Regions from separate parts of the Mus musculus genome. Here all the other regions are linked to region 1. A link is a contact called in public Hi-C, HiChIP or PLAC-seq, Micro-C and promoter capture Hi-C data. All regions are on one chromosome and are shown on one strand. Each heading gives the region's core, a stretch centred on a gene start, on an enhancer-like site or on the middle of the called end of the contact. The rest is flanking DNA. Distances are from core to core; before and after follow the strand shown. Region 1 holds the start of Parp14 (poly (ADP-ribose) polymerase family, member 14). Region 2 overlaps Ildr1 (immunoglobulin-like domain containing receptor 1). Region 3 holds the start of Adcy5 (adenylate cyclase 5). Region 4 holds the start of Slc15a2 (solute carrier family 15 (H+/peptide transporter), member 2). Region 5 holds the start of Ildr1 (immunoglobulin-like domain containing receptor 1).

The links. Promoter capture Hi-C pulls out the DNA fragments that hold promoters and counts their contacts. Hi-C and Micro-C count contacts between places; a contact is called where the count stands out from the background. HiChIP or PLAC-seq counts read pairs in DNA pulled down with a chosen protein or histone mark.
Region 2: a contact with region 1 is called in a Hi-C map of embryonic stem cells, with 2.5 times the contacts expected there. The contact joins the enhancer-like site here to the promoter of Parp14 in region 1. A contact is called at or near these places in 3 of 39 promoter capture datasets (embryonic stem cells, hippocampal neurons and pre-B cells), 1 of 15 datasets of contacts at CTCF or cohesin (large pre-B cells), 1 of 484 Hi-C or Micro-C datasets (embryonic stem cells), 3 of 115 datasets of contacts at active chromatin or transcription factors (bone marrow-derived dendritic cells, large pre-B cells and stem cell-derived neural progenitor cells) and 1 of 9 other capture datasets (liver).
Region 3: a contact with region 1 is called in a Micro-C map of embryonic stem cells, with 2.4 times the contacts expected there. The contact joins the promoter of Adcy5 here to the promoter of Parp14 in region 1. A contact is called at or near these places in 1 of 39 promoter capture datasets (hippocampal neurons) and 2 of 484 Hi-C or Micro-C datasets (both in embryonic stem cells).
Region 4: a promoter capture Hi-C map of embryonic stem cells shows a contact between it and region 1, with 5 read pairs. The contact joins the promoter of Slc15a2 here to the promoter of Parp14 in region 1. A contact is called at or near these places in 6 of 39 promoter capture datasets (the 3T3-L1 cell line, cranial neural crest, embryonic stem cells and 2 more), 2 of 115 datasets of contacts at active chromatin or transcription factors (embryonic stem cells and large pre-B cells) and 1 of 9 other capture datasets (embryonic stem cells).
Region 5: an H3K4me3 HiChIP or PLAC-seq map of pro-B cells shows a contact between it and region 1, with 5 times the contacts expected there. The contact joins the promoter of Ildr1 here to the promoter of Parp14 in region 1. A contact is called at or near these places in 4 of 39 promoter capture datasets (hippocampal neurons, neural stem cells, pre-B cells and 1 more), 4 of 115 datasets of contacts at active chromatin or transcription factors (bone marrow-derived dendritic cells, embryonic stem cells, large pre-B cells and 1 more) and 1 of 9 other capture datasets (embryonic stem cells).

What each region holds. Positions count from the first base shown.
Region 1 is chr16:35,869,404-35,872,659 of GRCm38.p6, forward strand. It overlaps Parp14 (poly (ADP-ribose) polymerase family, member 14), which reads right to left and starts at 1,979. Exons shown (of 17, transcript NM_001039530.3): 1 at 1,764-1,979. The coding sequence starts at 1,950.
Region 2 is chr16:36,720,814-36,723,887 of GRCm38.p6, forward strand. It overlaps Ildr1 (immunoglobulin-like domain containing receptor 1), which reads left to right. Exons shown (of 8, transcript NM_001285788.1): 6 at 725-856; 7 at 1,070-1,866. Among named protein-coding and RNA genes, the nearest start is that of Ildr1, 28 kb to the left of the region's middle. Within about 2 kb of position 1,403, at least 20 of the 459 cell types and tissues checked have an H3K27ac peak or open chromatin away from gene starts, as enhancers often do. A contact at or near this core is called in embryonic stem cells, where this site is marked.
Region 3 is chr16:35,153,134-35,156,496 of GRCm38.p6, forward strand. Adcy5 (adenylate cyclase 5) reads left to right here and starts at 1,731. Exons shown (of 21, transcript NM_001012765.5): 1 at 1,731-3,363. The coding sequence starts at 2,966.
Region 4 is chr16:36,782,833-36,786,295 of GRCm38.p6, forward strand. Slc15a2 (solute carrier family 15 (H+/peptide transporter), member 2) reads right to left here and starts at 2,130. Exons shown (of 22, transcript NM_021301.3): 1 at 1,823-2,130. The coding sequence starts at 1,960.
Region 5 is chr16:36,692,646-36,695,772 of GRCm38.p6, forward strand. Ildr1 (immunoglobulin-like domain containing receptor 1) reads left to right here and starts at 1,333. Exons shown (of 8, transcript NM_001285788.1): 1 at 1,333-1,569. The coding sequence starts at 1,515.

The DNA of each region.
Region 1 (3,256 bases), core at 729-3,228:
CAAGTGAAACCAGAGGGATGGCCTGGAGCAGCCTGGGGGGCTGTGGGCTAGGAGCCCTGTAGGGAGAAAGCCAAGCAGAGATCCTGCGACTGGTGAATTTCATTGTGAGCCCAGCCCTTCAGGGCGGAGTCACCTGGCCAGCCCCGGGGTCTGCTGTAAAGGCTAAAACTGGAATTGTATTATCACAATTATTTTTCCGTGCTGTGTATTTCAGTATAGTACCAATATCTTAGATAGTCTCTCAGTCCCTCTGTTTTGTTGGTTTGATGGTCTAGATAAACAACAGATTTTTTTTAATGTTTAGCATGTTCGGGTCTCGTCAGAGGGCTGGTGGTACACAATCCTTATTCAGTCGACACTCACTGTACTACAGTGTCTAGGGTGGAGCTGGAGATGTCTAGTTACCCCGACCTCTCTGTGACCAGGATGCCAGTAATCTGCACCCCTACCATGTGACCCTCATTTGAGGACAGTGACATTCTAGAGAAAAGCGCTCTCCATACGGGTCATGTCTGCTGGGATACTGACAGCTGGAATCAAACTGGGACCCCTCTACTGTGGTTCTCAACCTGTGGGTCACAACCCCTTAGGATCTAATGATCTTTTCCTGGGGATTAGGTTCTGGTTCATAATAGTAAGCAAAATTACAGTTATGAAGTAGCAACAAAAATAATTTTGTGGTTGGGGTCACCTCAACCTGAGGAACTGTGTTAAAGGTCTGCAGCATTAGGAAGGTTGAGAATCACTGATCTAGGAAAAGTGAAAAATGAGATTCTCACTTTACTAGCTAGCTGCCCATTGAGGGCTCCCTTGTGAAATCAAACCTGTGTTTTCCGGAAGGGATCAGAGCTAAGCAGGTCTCTTGTGCCCTCCTACCCAGGCTTCCTGAAACCCTGTGTTACACCTTTCTCTTGTTTTCATTTTTTTTTTTTTTTTTCCTTCTTGGGTCTTTGCTGGGCTGTTACCTTGCCCACTGCCCGGTCTCCTCAGCCTCCTTTCCTCTCCTCTGGCCCAAATGTTCCCTCCATCCTGCACTCTGAGGATGACCCTGGTCTGCAAAATCTCTGATATTAACACATGGTGGCTTTCCAGAAGTCACAGATCTGGGACTTCCATTCACCCACCTGAGCGAGAAATGAAGGCTGGGCCTCCTTTGCAGAAGGCCAATAGAGGTGGGGAACATTCAACTGCTTAACTGTTCAGGAACCTTCCAGAGATGAGGGAACACCCCCAGTCCCTATCCCAACCTGGGTTCCAAGCTTACAGCCACCTCAGATCATCTTGGGGCTGAAGGACGAGGTAGGAACAAGACACCACCACCCATTACCCACCCCTGCCCTGTCCCTCCCTCCTCCACTGAGGCACAAGAGCTCTAGGGCTTTTCACTTCTCAAGCTCATCTCCCTAAGAACCCTGCGGTGCTAGCGGACCCTGGACTCCTCCCGTTTCTTAATTCTTTTCCTGCCCCACCTGAATAATAAAAACAGGACAGTTAAAACAACAAACAAGGGCTGGAGAGATGGCTCAGCCGTGAAAGGCTAGGCTCACAACCAAACAACAAACAAACGAACACGGGAAGGTCCACAGATTGCTTCAGGGAGCGACTGGGAAAGCAAGGGGAACGCCACTCCCGGTTGCGCTCGCCACGCAGATTCTGCCTCCAGGATCTCCCGCACCGAACGAGCTGCAGCCGAGGGCTAGACCTGGCACCCATGGTCCCAAACCCCGCGCGAGGCGACCCTCCCCGACCTTCGCGCCCCTCACCATCCTCCGGGGAGAAGAGCACCCGGAAGCGTGCTGGGTTCCCCGGCTCCGGGACGACCTCGCACTCCCCTCCTCCGGATTTCTTCCGGCTCTGGAAGTACACTTGCAACTTGTTGATCAAGTTCTTTGGGGGGTCGGGGCCCCAAGAGCCCTCGACCAGCAGCGGGAAGGAACCCGACGCTGCCATCCTGACTGAACTAGGAAGCGGCGACTGCTGGGTCGTCCAAAACTGCTCAGAGTTTTAACATTGAGATAACTTCTTTCGCTTTCATTTCCTGGAAATCCCTCCCCGTCCTTAGTTTCTATCTTCACCTCGCTATCCCAGGATTGGAATAGTGCAACAACAACAACAACAACAACAACAACAACAACAACACACACACACACACACACACACACAGAGCTACCACCCACCCACCCCCAGGCACTTTGTTCTCCTGCTCTCAACAGAAGCCAGTCAATCCTCCACCCGAGCTCTAGCCTCCAGGCCACCTCCTTAGCAGCTCCAGAGCTGGGCCCCGCCCGCACTCCACCTGAGCTACAGCTGAGCCCTGCTCCATCACTAGGATAGTTTCTGCATACCTGAAAACCCACGCTGTATAAGAGAAGGAAAACGATCCTCTCAGGATGCTCCCTGCTCACTTGGGGGACCACCCGAGGGCATCTGACCTGACTTTCCTGCTTCAGAATTCTGTTTTCTCATCTGTGCATACTTTGTGTTTACAAACTCCCAGTATTGAGGAACGCGTGCTGGCGTCCATGCTTTCTGGGTGTTCAACGGAGGGACACAGGTATGGGGACACAGGAGACGGTCGACAACTCTAGGGAGAAATACACAGGTGTTGGAGCAGAAGAGCATGGGCTCCCAGCCCAATTATGGAAAGATCAGGTAGCACTTCTGGGCAAGGGACGTGCTACCCGAGAGCCTAAGAACTACTAAGAAATGACCTTAGATGGTGGGTCTCTGGGGCTTTGTGGTTCACTTACACAAAATAACTTAGGCTGCTGCATGGTGGCTGAGTTCGACAGGAGTGAGAGAAAGCCAGGCTGACCTGGGTGCTCAGGAGAGGGCTCTGGTCCCGCTACTGGTCTAGGGCTCTTGGGGCTCCGACACCCGCCTCCCCCATTCCCCCTCCTAGGAAGAACGTGATGGCCTCTAAGCTGCCTTTGGAGACAAGATTGGCCGAAAGATATGAACAGTTCATCCAGGAGTGGTCCAAGCAACAGGAGTGAGGTGCGCCTACTGTGACCGGGATAAGAAGAGACTGGGAATCTGTATATCCTTAACGCGTGATGAGCGAATATTTGGGATACGCATTAAAGCAGGCTTTGCCGGTCCAGGGCTAGAGTATGGTGACCCCCTCGGGGCCCCTGGTAACACTATCTGATGGAGAACAGGGACGATGGGGAGTCTGAAGAGGACCGAGGTCTGAAAAAAAGGAAGGAAGCCGAGGCAGCACTCAGAGCTTCCCCCCTCCCCCCCCCCTTTTTTT
Region 2 (3,074 bases), core at 153-2,652, 850 kb after region 1:
GAGACCCTTTGTGCTGCTTTTTTGGCCCGTCCCCCCAGGAAGGGAGTATTGCCCTGTTATTTGCCTGGCCCACCCCTAACTGGGGGGAACCCCAGCAGCTAGTTAAGGAGAAGAATAGAAAGGATCCGCTTTAACTCACTTCAGCTTTGTGTGTCTCTGGCCCTCGTCCCATGAGGTTTTTTTGTTTGTTTGGTTGGTTGGTTGGTTTGTTTTTTTGTTTTTTTGTTTTGTTTTGTTTTGTTTTGTTTTTCCCCCACCCGGGGCTGGTATTCCAGTTAGAAACATGCTTAAGGGATACACCACAGTTGTGTTCATCCCCTCAGAACAGATGGCCCTGAGTTTGCCCTGCAGGCTCAAGAGCTGCCAGGCTGGTTCATAGCCTCCTCTAAGCCTTACTATGTGGGGTATTTCTGTGTGACCTGAAGTTTGATTGACAGCCTATGCCCTTTGGGTGATGTGGAGAGCTAGTAACATGAGGACATGTTTTGAGGCTAGAATGTTGTTGTTGTTTTAAAGTTTTAAAGTAAACTTTCCTGGGGTGTGAGAGATGGGGTCTATAACAAGGAAACACAGCTCCTTGCTAAAGATACAGCCCCTAAACTCTTGTTTCCCTGCAAGATAGGTAAGAACGGGCTCCAAGGCGAGAAGCTGGAAGCACAGACCAAGTAGGAGGTGTGGGACTCCGGCTGGCTAAGGGTCTGCGTTTCTCCTTCTTCCCTTGCAGCCCTGGCCCGCCACCGCTACATGAAGCAGGTTCAGGCCCTAGGTCCTCAGATGATGGAAAAACCCCTGTACTGGGGGGCGGACAGGAGCTCCCAAGTTTCATCTTATGCAATGAACCCGCTGCTGCAGCGAGGTAAACTTTGCCAGAAAGTCATGGGACGGGGAGGGCAGAGGGTGAGGGCAGAGGTGCCGTCTGCCAAGAAGCATGCGCACTAACCGGGTGTCTTTCGATGGAGGGTGGGAGGGAGTGCAATCCTGCTTACTAACGTGACATTTTGATGCCCTGGTTCCTAGGAGGGTATTTGGGACCAGCAGTTCAGTGTGCTCCATCCTTGTTTCCATTCAGATCTGTCCTTACAGTCCAGCCTTCCACAGATGCCAATGACCCAGATGGCTGCTCACCCTCCGGTGGCTAATGGTGTCCTGGAATATTTGGAGAAAGAATTGCGGAACCTCAACCCAGCCCAACCTCTGCCTGCGGATCTCAGAGCCAAATCTGGCCACCCTTGCAGCATGCTCTCCTCCCTGGGCTCCGCAGAGGTTGTGGAACGCAGAGTCATCCACCTGCCCCCACTAATCAGAGACCCACCGTCCTCCAGGACCAGCAACCCCTCACACCAGCAGCGGCTCAATGCTGTTTCTTCCAGACACTGCGATCTGAGTGAGCGCCCGAGGCAGCGCCATCACTCCGATTTCCTCCGAGAGCTCCAGGACCAGGGGATGAGACCCTGGGCCCCGGGGAGAGGGGAGCTGGACCCCCATTGGAGTGGGAGACACCACCGCTCTAGGCCCAGCGAGTCATCCATGCCTTGGTCAGACTGGGACAGCCTGAGCGAATGTCCCTCATCCAGTGAGGCTCCTTGGCCCCCCAGACGACCAGAGCCCAGGGAAGGCGCCCAGAGACGTGAGAGACGCAGGCATCGCAGCTACTCGCCTCCTCTACCCTCGGGCCCCAGCTCTTGGAGCTCTGAAGAGGAGAAAGAGTCGCTGCCCAGGAACTGGGGTGCCCAGCGACGTCACCATCACCGCCGCCGCCGCTCACAGTCTCCAAACTGGCCTGAGGAGAAGCCGCCCAGCTACCGCTCACTGGATGTGACTCCAGGCAAGAACAACAGGAAAAAAGGGAATGTGGAGAGGCGCTTGGTGAGCCTGGGGCATCCTGTGGAGGGTCGGGCAGGATCAGAGAGGCTCCTCAGCTGACACAGGCCCAGCAGGGTTTTCCTAGTCCTGCATAACTGTCCCGGCAGGCTGAGGTACTACTTTTTCTTAGAATGAAAGGGCCTAGTCAGTGCAGGGTACAGAAGAGGCCCAGAGCTTGCACTGGATCTTCTCTGCCCCAGCGTGTGTGACTTTAGCCATGTTCTCTGCCCTTGGAGGCAGGTCAGGAGGGCTCTGCTGGTAAGGACAGTAAAGAACTAAGGCTCAGAATGACTAAGCACCCCACCCCCAACCCCGTGGTGGGGAGCTGGTCCTCCGGTCTCAGCTGCAGGACTGGATGTTGACTTGGCAACCTTTTTTCTCACAGGCCCAGTTAGAAACAGGCAAGAGGAGTTGTGAATGTTTAAGTGAGCAGCAACTGTGCTGTGTGAGAGGATGAGGGCTTCCTGGTGTGCCGGGGAAGGCTCATCAGACTAATGAAAACAGACCTGGGCATCCCACTTAATGAGTAAAACTTTAGAGTGCTGTGAACCTTGAAGATGCCAGTCATTATTTAGCACTCTAAAGGGGAAACACTGGAGGATACATGTCTACAGTACCCCTGCCCCTCTCTCCCCCCCTTTCTCATGTAGTGACTAAGTATGCCTCTTCTTTTTAGCAGAAAAAAATATATGATTTTCAAGTTTTTGGCTCAACATCTGAGCCCCACTTTCCTCTAAGTTACTTTTTTTCCCTTTTCTTTATTTCCCTCCAGTTAAAGTATGCAGCCCTTCTAAGCCTTAGAATCTAAGGGAAGGGTACAAGACACGCTCTAGACACTGAGCCAGTCCTGATTCATTTGGTCCTCACAAGGCTCAGAAAGGTTGAAGAACAAGGGCAAAGCACAGAGCAATAGAAAAAGAAGCCCGTGTTTGAACACAGTCCTCTGGTTCTCAAGCCTTTTTGGTAACCCACAGTTTCCTTAGACAGAAGTTGAGATCCATAACACTTTCTAGTGACTACGGCTTCCTAAATTTTCCCGAGCATCAGTACTTTTTTTTTAAAATCATCAAGATGTGCACAAGAAGTCATTCTACTACCATTTTCATTTATAAAGTTGTCTTTGAAAGATTTTGTCTAAAATAATTTTAAAATCCCCCATTGACTGGGGTCTGAGTCTGGTTTCTAGATATATCACTGAATTGCATTAAACC
Region 3 (3,363 bases), core at 481-2,980, 720 kb before region 1:
TGACAATAGAATATCCCTACAGTACCAAGAAGCTTAACAAATATTGCCCATCTTCTTTCCCTGCTGGACCTAGATTGCACCCCCAGAATCGATTTGGTACTCACAGAGGGAAACAATGGTTTTTGCCGTACACTGACAGGCTCTTGGAATCCTGTTGCCTAGTGAGTGTGGCTGAGCCAGAGGGGCTGGCCAGCTTTGCTCCCTCCCTGATTACACGAGTTCCAGACCCAGTTTGCTGTCTTTTCCTGGTAGCATCCAGCCCGGTACAATGCTTTGCAAGTTTCCAGCGCGATAGGGTTTGGCTGGCTAGGTTCGTGTTGCTTTTACTACTTAGCCAACCATAGATTACTCAAAGGCTGGAGGATTACTCAAGATCCCGTTTACGCAGATCCCTTGGAATTCTTTTTTTCTCTCCTCCCGGTTTGCAGCTCTGGCAAGGTTTATCTTCAGTTGCCAAGGAGATGAGCAGTGGAGGAGGATGTGGACCTCTAGGCTTCTTGTCAACTTTGGAGGACGGCAGAAGGATGAAGGGGCTGACAGCATACAAGTCACCCTCCCCAAGCAAAACTGCCAGAACTCCGGTTAGGACAGCTTAGGGGGTCAAGGGAGCTGAAGAGGCAGACAGACCCAGATCTTCTACTCAGCTGTCTACTCTTGTCTACCCTTGCCTTTATTCAGGAGTTCCCAGAAGGGTCATTTTTGCTTCCCTGACTGGCAAGGAGACTAGCTTGCCTGTGGGAGCATCTGGGTAGGTGTGGAAGCCAGCGTAGCACTGAAGAAAAGATCTTTGGATTGTGGGTTAGGAGACCTGTGTGGTGTATTCCAAGTTGGCTAAGTTCTTAGAGCCTCAGTTTCCACATTTGCAAATAGGAAATAGCTACACAGGCCCTGTCCCCCATCCGAGCCCATGGCTGTTACTAGAACCACATGGGATTTAAAACACATGAACAGGCAAAGGGCTCCTTATAAACGCCAGGTGTTCCCACAGCTGTCAGTGGTGTTTCCTCTTAGTAACTATGCTCCAAAGTGGTCCTGCTCGCCCCACCCTGGCTGCATCGGCCTCACCCACTGCTAGCAACTCCATCTTTTCCATCGCTGTCTTTCTGTGCCCCAGACATCCTCAGTCTCTGCATCTCCCTAGTTCATTTCCGGGTCTGGCTCTGGGTCCCTCCGTCCTCTCTAGGGACTCTGTCTCCAGTTCCCTGCGGCAGTAGCGGTCGGGGCGCCCCCCACCCGGCGCGCCCTCCGTTGGCACCGTCGCCGGGCCACAGAATCGCCCAATAAGAGCGCCGGACTCGAGTCTGACAGCTCTGGAAGCGGCCAATAGAGCCGGACCAGAGAAGGGGGGAGCAGCACCGTAGCTGAAGTTGGGCTGAATGGGGGTGGGGGAGAAAAGGGTAATAAAAAGAGGGGAGATAGGACTGGGGTCGCAGGACCCGATCGGGGGTGGATTGCCCGCTACCCAGGTCCGACGAGGGATCCGCCCGTTGACCCGGCTCCAGGCACCAGGGAGGGAGGGGCGCAGTGAAAATATAGGTGAGGAAGGGGAGCGGGGGTCCCTGCGGCTCCCGGGCCCGGCTTGAGTATGTTCGCGGGGTGCCGGGGCCAGGACGCGGGCGGCGGCAGGGCAGAGGGCGGAGGCGGCCGCACGCCGCTGTGAGCCGAGGCCCGAGCGGCGCGGGGGGCGGGGAGGCGGCGGGAGGAGGGGATGCGGAGGGCGCTCCGGCGGCGGCGGCGGCGAGCGGGCGAGAAGGGAGGAGCGGCGCGAGCGGCCGGAGCGGCGCAGGGCCCGAGGCGTGCATGGCGCGCCCGGAGCCGGGCTCCCTCGGGCCCCTCGGGAGCGCCCCCGGGGCGCCGCGGCTCTTCGGCCGGCCCTTATCGGCCGGCTGCTGTTGAGCCGCAGCCCTCCATCGCTGGATGCCGTGGTCCCCGGGAGAAGCCCGCCTGCGTTGGGGCAGAACGGCGGCGGCGCTGCGCCGGATTCCGCCCTCCGCGTAGTGGTTCTGCGCTCGGCTACGGTGGGCCAGCCGCCGGCAACGAGGAACCCAGGGCTTGCGGAGCTAGCGACTCAACCCTCGGGACCTGCCGGAACGGGCCGGCCTGCTGGGTCTGGGGGACAGGAGGAGACGAGAGGGGAAGGGCCGCACCGCAGGAGCCGGTCCTCGCCCCCGCCCCCTGCGCGGGCACGCCGGAGGCTCTGTTCGCCTTTCGCGGGGGCCACGCTCCCACTCGCGCCTCCGGAGGTGGGGGATGCGGGCGACGGCCCCCCCGGGCTCCAGGACCCTCCTCCCCGGGGCTCCGGAGCTCTTGCTCCGCCCGCCGCCCCCTCCCCCGTCCTCTCCACCCCCCATCCCACCTCCCCACCCCTCGTAAGAAAATAATGCTGGCAGGAGCCTGCACCTCCCAGTCGCTCCCAGTGCGCTGCGAGCAAAGGGCACCCGCTGCGTCTCCGTGCCGGGACCCCTGCCGAGCCGCCCTCGCCGCCACCTTGCTGGGAGAGTCGCTGCTCTCGGCTTAGGCAAAAGCCACGAGCGCCGCGCCCGGGAACTGCCAGCTTCGGAGAGGCGCCGCCCGCAAGGACACCTCTCCGTCCCGCCTGCTCCTCAACTCCCAGCCTGAGCTCGACGCGAGCCAGGAGTCCGGACATCTCTGCGTCCGGCGCAGCAGTCAGAGCTGTCCCCACTGCCACCGCTCGGAGCCAACTCCGTCTCGGACCTGGGACTCTGGACTCTAATTCGTAGCTACTTCTCACCTCGGGGCTGCGCTGTCTCCCCGCTAGCCTTCCCGTTGTCCTCCACCGCTCAGGACGGGGGTGCCACGATGTCCCGCTGCTGCGCAGGGCCCCGGGCCTCCCTCGACGTGTGACCCTAGCCTGGTCCCCCTGCTTGGCTGTCCGCCCTCTCCTTGGAGACCCCCGGCCCGGCCCCCGGGGGAAGAGGAAGAAGACGACGAGGCCGAGGGGGGGATGTCCGGCTCCAAAAGCGTGAGCCCCCCGGGCTACGCTGCACAGACAGCGGCGTCGCCAGCGCCCCGGGGAGGCCCGGAGCATCGCGCCGCTTGGGGAGAAGCCGATTCCCGCGCCAATGGCTACCCCCACGCCCCCGGGGGATCAACCCGCGGCTCCACCAAGAGATCTGGGGGAGCGGTGACCCCACAACAGCAGCAGCGCCTGGCCAGCCGTTGGCGCGGTGGCGATGACGACGAAGACCCTCCACTAAGCGGTGATGACCCTCTGGCTGGGGGCTTCGGCTTCAGCTTCCGCTCTAAGTCCGCCTGGCAGGAGCGCGGTGGCGACGACGGCGGTCGCGGCAGCAGGCGGCAGCGGCGGGGCGCGGCTGGAGGGGGCAGCACCCGGGCGCCCCC
Region 4 (3,463 bases), core at 880-3,379, 910 kb after region 1:
ATTACTGGTGTGGGGGGTAAAAAGTTCAAATCTTACTTCATCCATTATTAATATGGGACGAGCCAGACATTCCTTGATCAGAACACGCTCACCTCCCCACAGTATCTTAATAAAAGCCTATGGCTCTAGGCAAGAGGATGATCATAATTATTGCTAAGAATAAATTGAAAAGATAGCCTCAGGAGCACGTGATATCCAGGCAGTCAGAGCCAGATGTCACACTCTCATTTAGCTCTACTACAGGGACTGGCTGGTCCCATCTGCCATGGTCACCATTCTGGGGGAAATCTTGACAATCTGATGACTTCTCTTTCATGGTTTGCAAGACCCAGGCATAGAGTTCAAAGTGGTGGCCAGGCACTCCTAAATATAAGCCGATTGGTCACCTTAACTCTGGGAAGAAAATTCTGAAATCCTATGAAATTAAGTGTCCACCTTTCCTACTAGTATGCTTACGTAATGTTTCCTTTTAAATTGTATTTGTATTTATGTACATATGTGTTTGTATATGTGAGAGCCTAAGTATGTGGGTACCTGCAGAGACCAGAAAAAGATGTTGGATCTCCTAGAGCTGGAGTTATAGGTTGTTGTGAGCTGTCTGACTTGGGAACCAGGAGCCAAACTCTGGTCTTTTGAAAGAACAGCAAGTGCTCTCAACTGCTGAGCCATCTCTCCAGCAACAAGGTTTTCATTTTCAAGCTGTACATAAGAGTAACTGTGCTATTTCATGCATTATGTAAAATAGTAAATATCACATTTTATTTTAAATCTCTTTCTACACAATAGCGCCACTAACGTGGAAAGGGGACAAAGATCATCTATCCTTTGAGACATTCAAACATTAACATGAGATTTATATTACCTCTTATTTCACAGGTATGTACCTCTCTAACCACCCTTAACAAGATATGATAAACTATATATAAAAAACTTAGTCTGCCTTTTACCCATGTGGATATGAATAAATCACCTTTCTATATACATGTTACTGCATGATAACAACTTGATTGAAAGATGCACTGAGTTGAAATTATTACCTTTGCAGCTCTCATCCTGAGAACTATGTAACATAGAGTTTATTTAACATTAGCGGCATACACTCTCACTGATTGGATTAACATGCAATCCTTACTGAAGTGACACCAGTACTCCGCTCTGTGTTTCATTTCTGTTACTTCAAGGAAATCAGAATCATACTGACCTCATGGTTGATACTAAGAACTCAGCAAATAATTGGTTATTATTACTGTAGCCTTTCTACAAAGAGGATTTTAATATGATATGAGAATCGAACAAGGCGATACAATCGGAAGTGCTTTAACGAGTACGAAATACAAAATATTATTCTTTGTTCCTCTATCCAACCTCCCACTTTAAAGTAGGGACACTTAGTAACAGAGAGTGGGTCTATTCTAAAGCTTTTTTGGTGTCCAAAAAAAGAAGGCTCTGCACACAAGGGAAACTAAAGGCTGAGTTTTGGTATTGGTAAGGAAAGAACAATCACACACAGTTCTCCAGACAGGAATGCTTGCCAAGTCTCCCTGGACATTCAAAGTGCTTTTTCTCCCCCAGGGAATATGCAATGAAACAGAGCAAAACTCTGGGGCCCAACTGAAAAAAAAAATCTGGCTAACCCACCCTGTTGCTTCCTTCCCAAAACAGAAGAGTCTAGAATTAATTTTCAGGTGAATTCTAATTCCATGAAAGCAGTAGTTTTTCTGCTCTAATACAGTTCAGCACAAAGTTCCAACAGCCAACGAGAAACTTCAAAAGACTTCCGTATGCTATTACTGTCAGAGACAAACCGAACTTTGGGACTCACCGGAGTTGACTTCTTTGGAGGGCTTGGAGGTCCAGGCAGCATCTCTTCAGTAGAGACAGGTGAAAAGAGCGTTTCCTTGGACTCATTTTTCTGGAAAGGATTCATGGCTGGCTCCTTACTCTCTCTCTCCTCAAGCATTTGGCTTCAGTAGGCAGCTAGGACTGCTGCCAGCCTACAGTGAAAAGGGGGACTAGGGGGAGGAGGGATAGCTACAGCAAATAGGTTTAACCCTGTGGGTGTCAGTTTCAGTGGCTGCCTGCCTTAGAGCAGAACTTGAAGCTATAGGAAAAGAGAGGGGCTGCACGCTGATTGTGCCAAAGGTAAGGCATGGGGAAGTAAGAACAACACGTCACAAGTCACGAGATGAGAAGAAACAGTGCTAGAGAATCGATTAGGGTTATCTGTTTGAGAAAAATACCTCTGCAAATGAGGACTAGATAGTACTCAAGAATGCAGCATCTTGGCTAGGCATACAGCTCAGTGGTAGAACATTATGCCCTGCAGGTCCTGAATCTGATTTCTAATGGCATGTGGGGGTGGGGGCGGGAAGAATACAACAGTGTAAACACAGAAGGCTGATTTCAGATTAATAATATCTGCCATTATTGGGCACTTATTATGTGCCATGTTAATGTATATGCGTTATTCATATATGTATGCATGCATACCTTTGGTTTTCATACATTTTACTGCTATCTTTATTATACCACAATTATTGTTCCAAGAAATCAGGAAACTTATCTAAAAATCACAGGGCCAGTAAAGTGGCAGATCTGGAATTTTCACTATGCAGAAACAGATAGGAAAAGCAGAGACAGGTATCAGCAGTCAGTCGTGCAGGTATGGAAGCCACAGAAGTGGAAACGCAGGGAGGCTAGGAAGTCAAAATGCTGTGAACAAGAAGGAAAGTCATCACAGAACTGAATCTGAGAATAAGAATGATCCGGGCTTAGGTTTTCAACATCATAGCATTCAGCTAGAAAATCCTGTAAGTAAAAAATACAAGGTTAAAGAAAATGACAGGGAAAAGAAGAGTTGGTAATGGCCCTTGCTAAAGTCGCTTTCTGTATTTTCAATTTATCTCTTCAAAAATCAGTTCATTCATTCATTAAGAAATAAAATTTAACATGTGCAAAAAATTATGAACCAGTTGCTTTCTAGGTATTATTGCAAGCATTAAATGTTCTTAACTTTCAGTGGATTTTATTCCGACGCTAGAATACTATACTCAGTCCCTTGTCAGACAAGCAATTGGAATACACATTGTGACAATAGATACATTATACCCTACATTGAATTGAATGTATATAAAATTGAAAGTGTAGTACTATATATCACTGATGTAAAAGCATTGGCTTTCACTGTGACATTTCCACACATGCGCGTCACGCGGTCTGAATGAACACAGTCTCCTTGCATTTCCTTCTTTCTCCCCTTGGTGTGTTACTTTTGCTAATCCAAAGAGGTAAGAGAAGCACAAAAGAAAGGGGGAGATATTGCCAAAGGCTACAAAGGACATTTTCTGCACCTTGGGGTTACACCCTGAGCACTAACCCACCAAGTCAGGCAATGTCAAGATGAGTGATTTCATTGGCGAATGCAAGAGAGGAAACTGAGAACGAAGAACAAGGAAAAGAGGAC
Region 5 (3,127 bases), core at 83-2,582, 820 kb after region 1:
TATAGGAAAAATATTTAAAGTGAAGAGGCCCATTGAGGGGACCAGAGGACTAACCCAGAAGCGTGTGTGTGTGTGTGTGTGTGTGTGTGTGTGTGTGTGTGTGTGTGTGTGTGTTTCTACAGATCTAGGACAAGCCTGCTTCATTGGCTAGGAAGGGGATAGAGAACACTAGCAGCAACAGTGAAGAGAGTGTCCTTGAAAGCCTAGCAAGACAAGAGAGGTAGGTGCTCTTGAGAAATAATAGCTGCATCCTGTTCAGTGACCAGGGTGGAGGCCTCCTGAGCTCTGTTTAATAGCACTTTATAATGCTATTCTTGAAGCAGGTGATGGGCAGGGGAGGCTGGAGGTGGGAGAGGTGAAAGGAGGAACAATCTTCTTACAGGAGAATATAGCAGACAATGAAAATCCCTATAAGGAAAGAGTGTGTAAACTGCCTTGCTATCTATTTACATTGCCCAGAATATGCGTGACTTTCCAAGTTAATGTCTTGATTGGTTTGATAAGGCCACTTTGCCTTTCTCCCCTTTCTTTTAGTAGTTATAAATTCCCATGGCCCTACTCACTTCCTGCCAAGGAACACTAAAGACTGGGTATGGTGGCTAAGAGAACTAGTTGTCCTCACTGGGTCAAAGGTCTAAACCTTGGTCTTGAGCTATCTGAGATCTGTGCATGGTTGCTGAGCTACGAGGAAAGATGGGTGGAAAACCTAAGGAAAAAATACATCACCACTAACCGAATCTATGTACAGTGAGAGAGGGTCTTTCTTTCTCCATTACACTTTCCCTATTTTCCTGTGAGCATGTGTTCATTTTATAAGCGTGGAAAAATAAATTTGCGGTCTCTGGTTCCTGCTCTACTTTTTAGAATCTTTAGTTTGAATAAAGAAAGACAAGAAGACATTAGGTATAAACATCAGAAGTGTACAGAAGTGTATTTTCAGTGTGTGTGTGTGTGTGTGTGTGTGTGTGTGTGTGTGTGTGTGTGTGTGAAAGGGAGGGGGAGAGAGAGAGAGAGAGAGACAGAGGGGGAGGGAGAGAGAGACAGAGAGACAGAGAGAGACAGAGAGACAGAGAGGTGCATCAACGAGAAATACTACTCCCTAAGAAGTTGCAGCCACGTAATTCTAGAACCAGGAAAGAATTGCAAGGGGTGAGGGTGACTTAGAAATTAGGGGAGCCAGTGACAAGTTCCTCCGCGCGCGCAGACGGAGACGGCTAGAGGCTCTGTTTCCTGCGGAGATGGGTCACCTGGCAGCCTGTGACAGGTAGGGCGGAGGCTTGCGGTCCCCAAGCCGGGGCGGAGCAGGAAACCGAGACAGCCCTGGGCTGGGGCGGAGCTCAGAGAGCCTCAGGTACCGGTGGGCTGGGCCGTACCTGTGGGGGCCAGAGGGGACGCTCCCGTCGCATAGTTCGACCTACGGGCTCCTCGGAGATGCGTGTCCTGGCCGGCGGCTGATGAAGAAAGACTCGCCTCTCCGGGGCCCTTGAGCCTCTGTAGCCAGCGAGGGGGCCAGCATGGGCTGCGGATTGCTCGCTGCTGGCCTGCTCCTCTTCACCTGGCTCCCAGCAGGTGAGCCCTGAAAAAAGGGGGAGTCCCATCCGGGGCCACACGAGACAGGAAGCCATTTGCCTGGCCCTGCAGAGCCGGCCACCCGCGGGGCGGTGCACTTGGGTAGCTCCTGGCACCGGGAGGTGCAGGGGCCGGATCGAGAGTCGGCCAGTGGGAACCTGTTGTTTTCTTCCTTTATTAGCCCAGGGCCTTCGGAAACATGCAATCAAAAAGAAACCCCAGCCTTTGGATTTACGCCCCAACAGGTGTTGTTAGATGCTTGATGCCTAAAACCGAATCTATACAGGCGAAATCACCATTCTTCAACTTCTTAATACCCCTTTCCCTGTCCTTTACCCCGTGTCAAACTTGCTTTCAGAGTGTAGATGCGACGACAACCATTTTGGCCCAGAGTACATTTATTCTTTCCTGACAAGTTAGATTGCGTCGGTAGTGTATGAAGGAGTGTTGGGCATAAATTTGAGTCTCTTACAGGCCATCCGCTAGTACCTGTCATTTGATATTTTCCTCCTTTTTGCGTCCACCTCCTCTTTATCAGCCCGTCCGGCTGCCCTGCACCTTTCTTTCTACCTCCACACTAAGGGTCTCACTCAGAATCTGAATGTCTTAAGGTACCTCTTGGAAACAGGGCAAAAGGTCTTGTCTGTGAGTGAGGCCGAATAGGAAAGGAGAGAGAAGGGAAGGCTCTCTGGGCTCTGTTCACATTAGCCTGTAGCTGTGACTCTGCAAACAAGAATTTTCATTTCCTTTGGACGGTCCACCCAGTTTTATTCCGACTCACTTCCCACTTGCTCCCCTTTGGGAATATCAGTTTGCTCGCCGACCAATTGGAAGCTTCAATGGTTCGTCCAGGCAGATGTAATATGAAAATGGAGGCAGAATGCCCTTTCTATGAGCTAGAGAGTTGCTCAGATGTAATCAAATCTCACGGAAACTAGAGTCTACCAGAGCTTAATGTTGGGAATAAAAGGAGGGAGGGTTGCAAAAGGGTAGGGAACCGAGAAAAGGCAGCATTCCTGTGGCAGGCTGGCTTTCAACTTGTTTGGCCAGACGGAGGCTTTATAAGATGTCTAAAGCTAACAACTAGATGCTGAACGTACACAGTGGACAGGAAGCATGTGTAGCCTCGTTAGGCTTTAGGTACTCAAACACCACCAGAATAGTTAACCAACTTAGACCCTAAGTGCAAATTTGTAAGAATTCTGGAGTTATCTACAGTCTTTTCTCCAGTATGTTGAATTTTTCTTCTCCAAGTCTGTGGCAGCTGGGGACAAAATTCCTGTTTGAGCTGCCTTAGGAAAATAGAGGTCTGCTTCCATCAGCCCCTGACATCATGTTTCCCAACCTGGGTCTTCTGATGGAGCAGTCAGTCTTCTAGACAGAACAAGAATGCCTGCAGATGAAGAACCTGTCAGGGTATAAACCCTGGTGCCCTAAATATTTTAAACTGCCCAGTTTTTTTGTTTTTGTTTGTTTGAACATTTTCAATGGGCATTAAAAAAATACAGCCACTATAGCCAAATATATACTAGAGTATCCAACACACTAACTGTAAAAA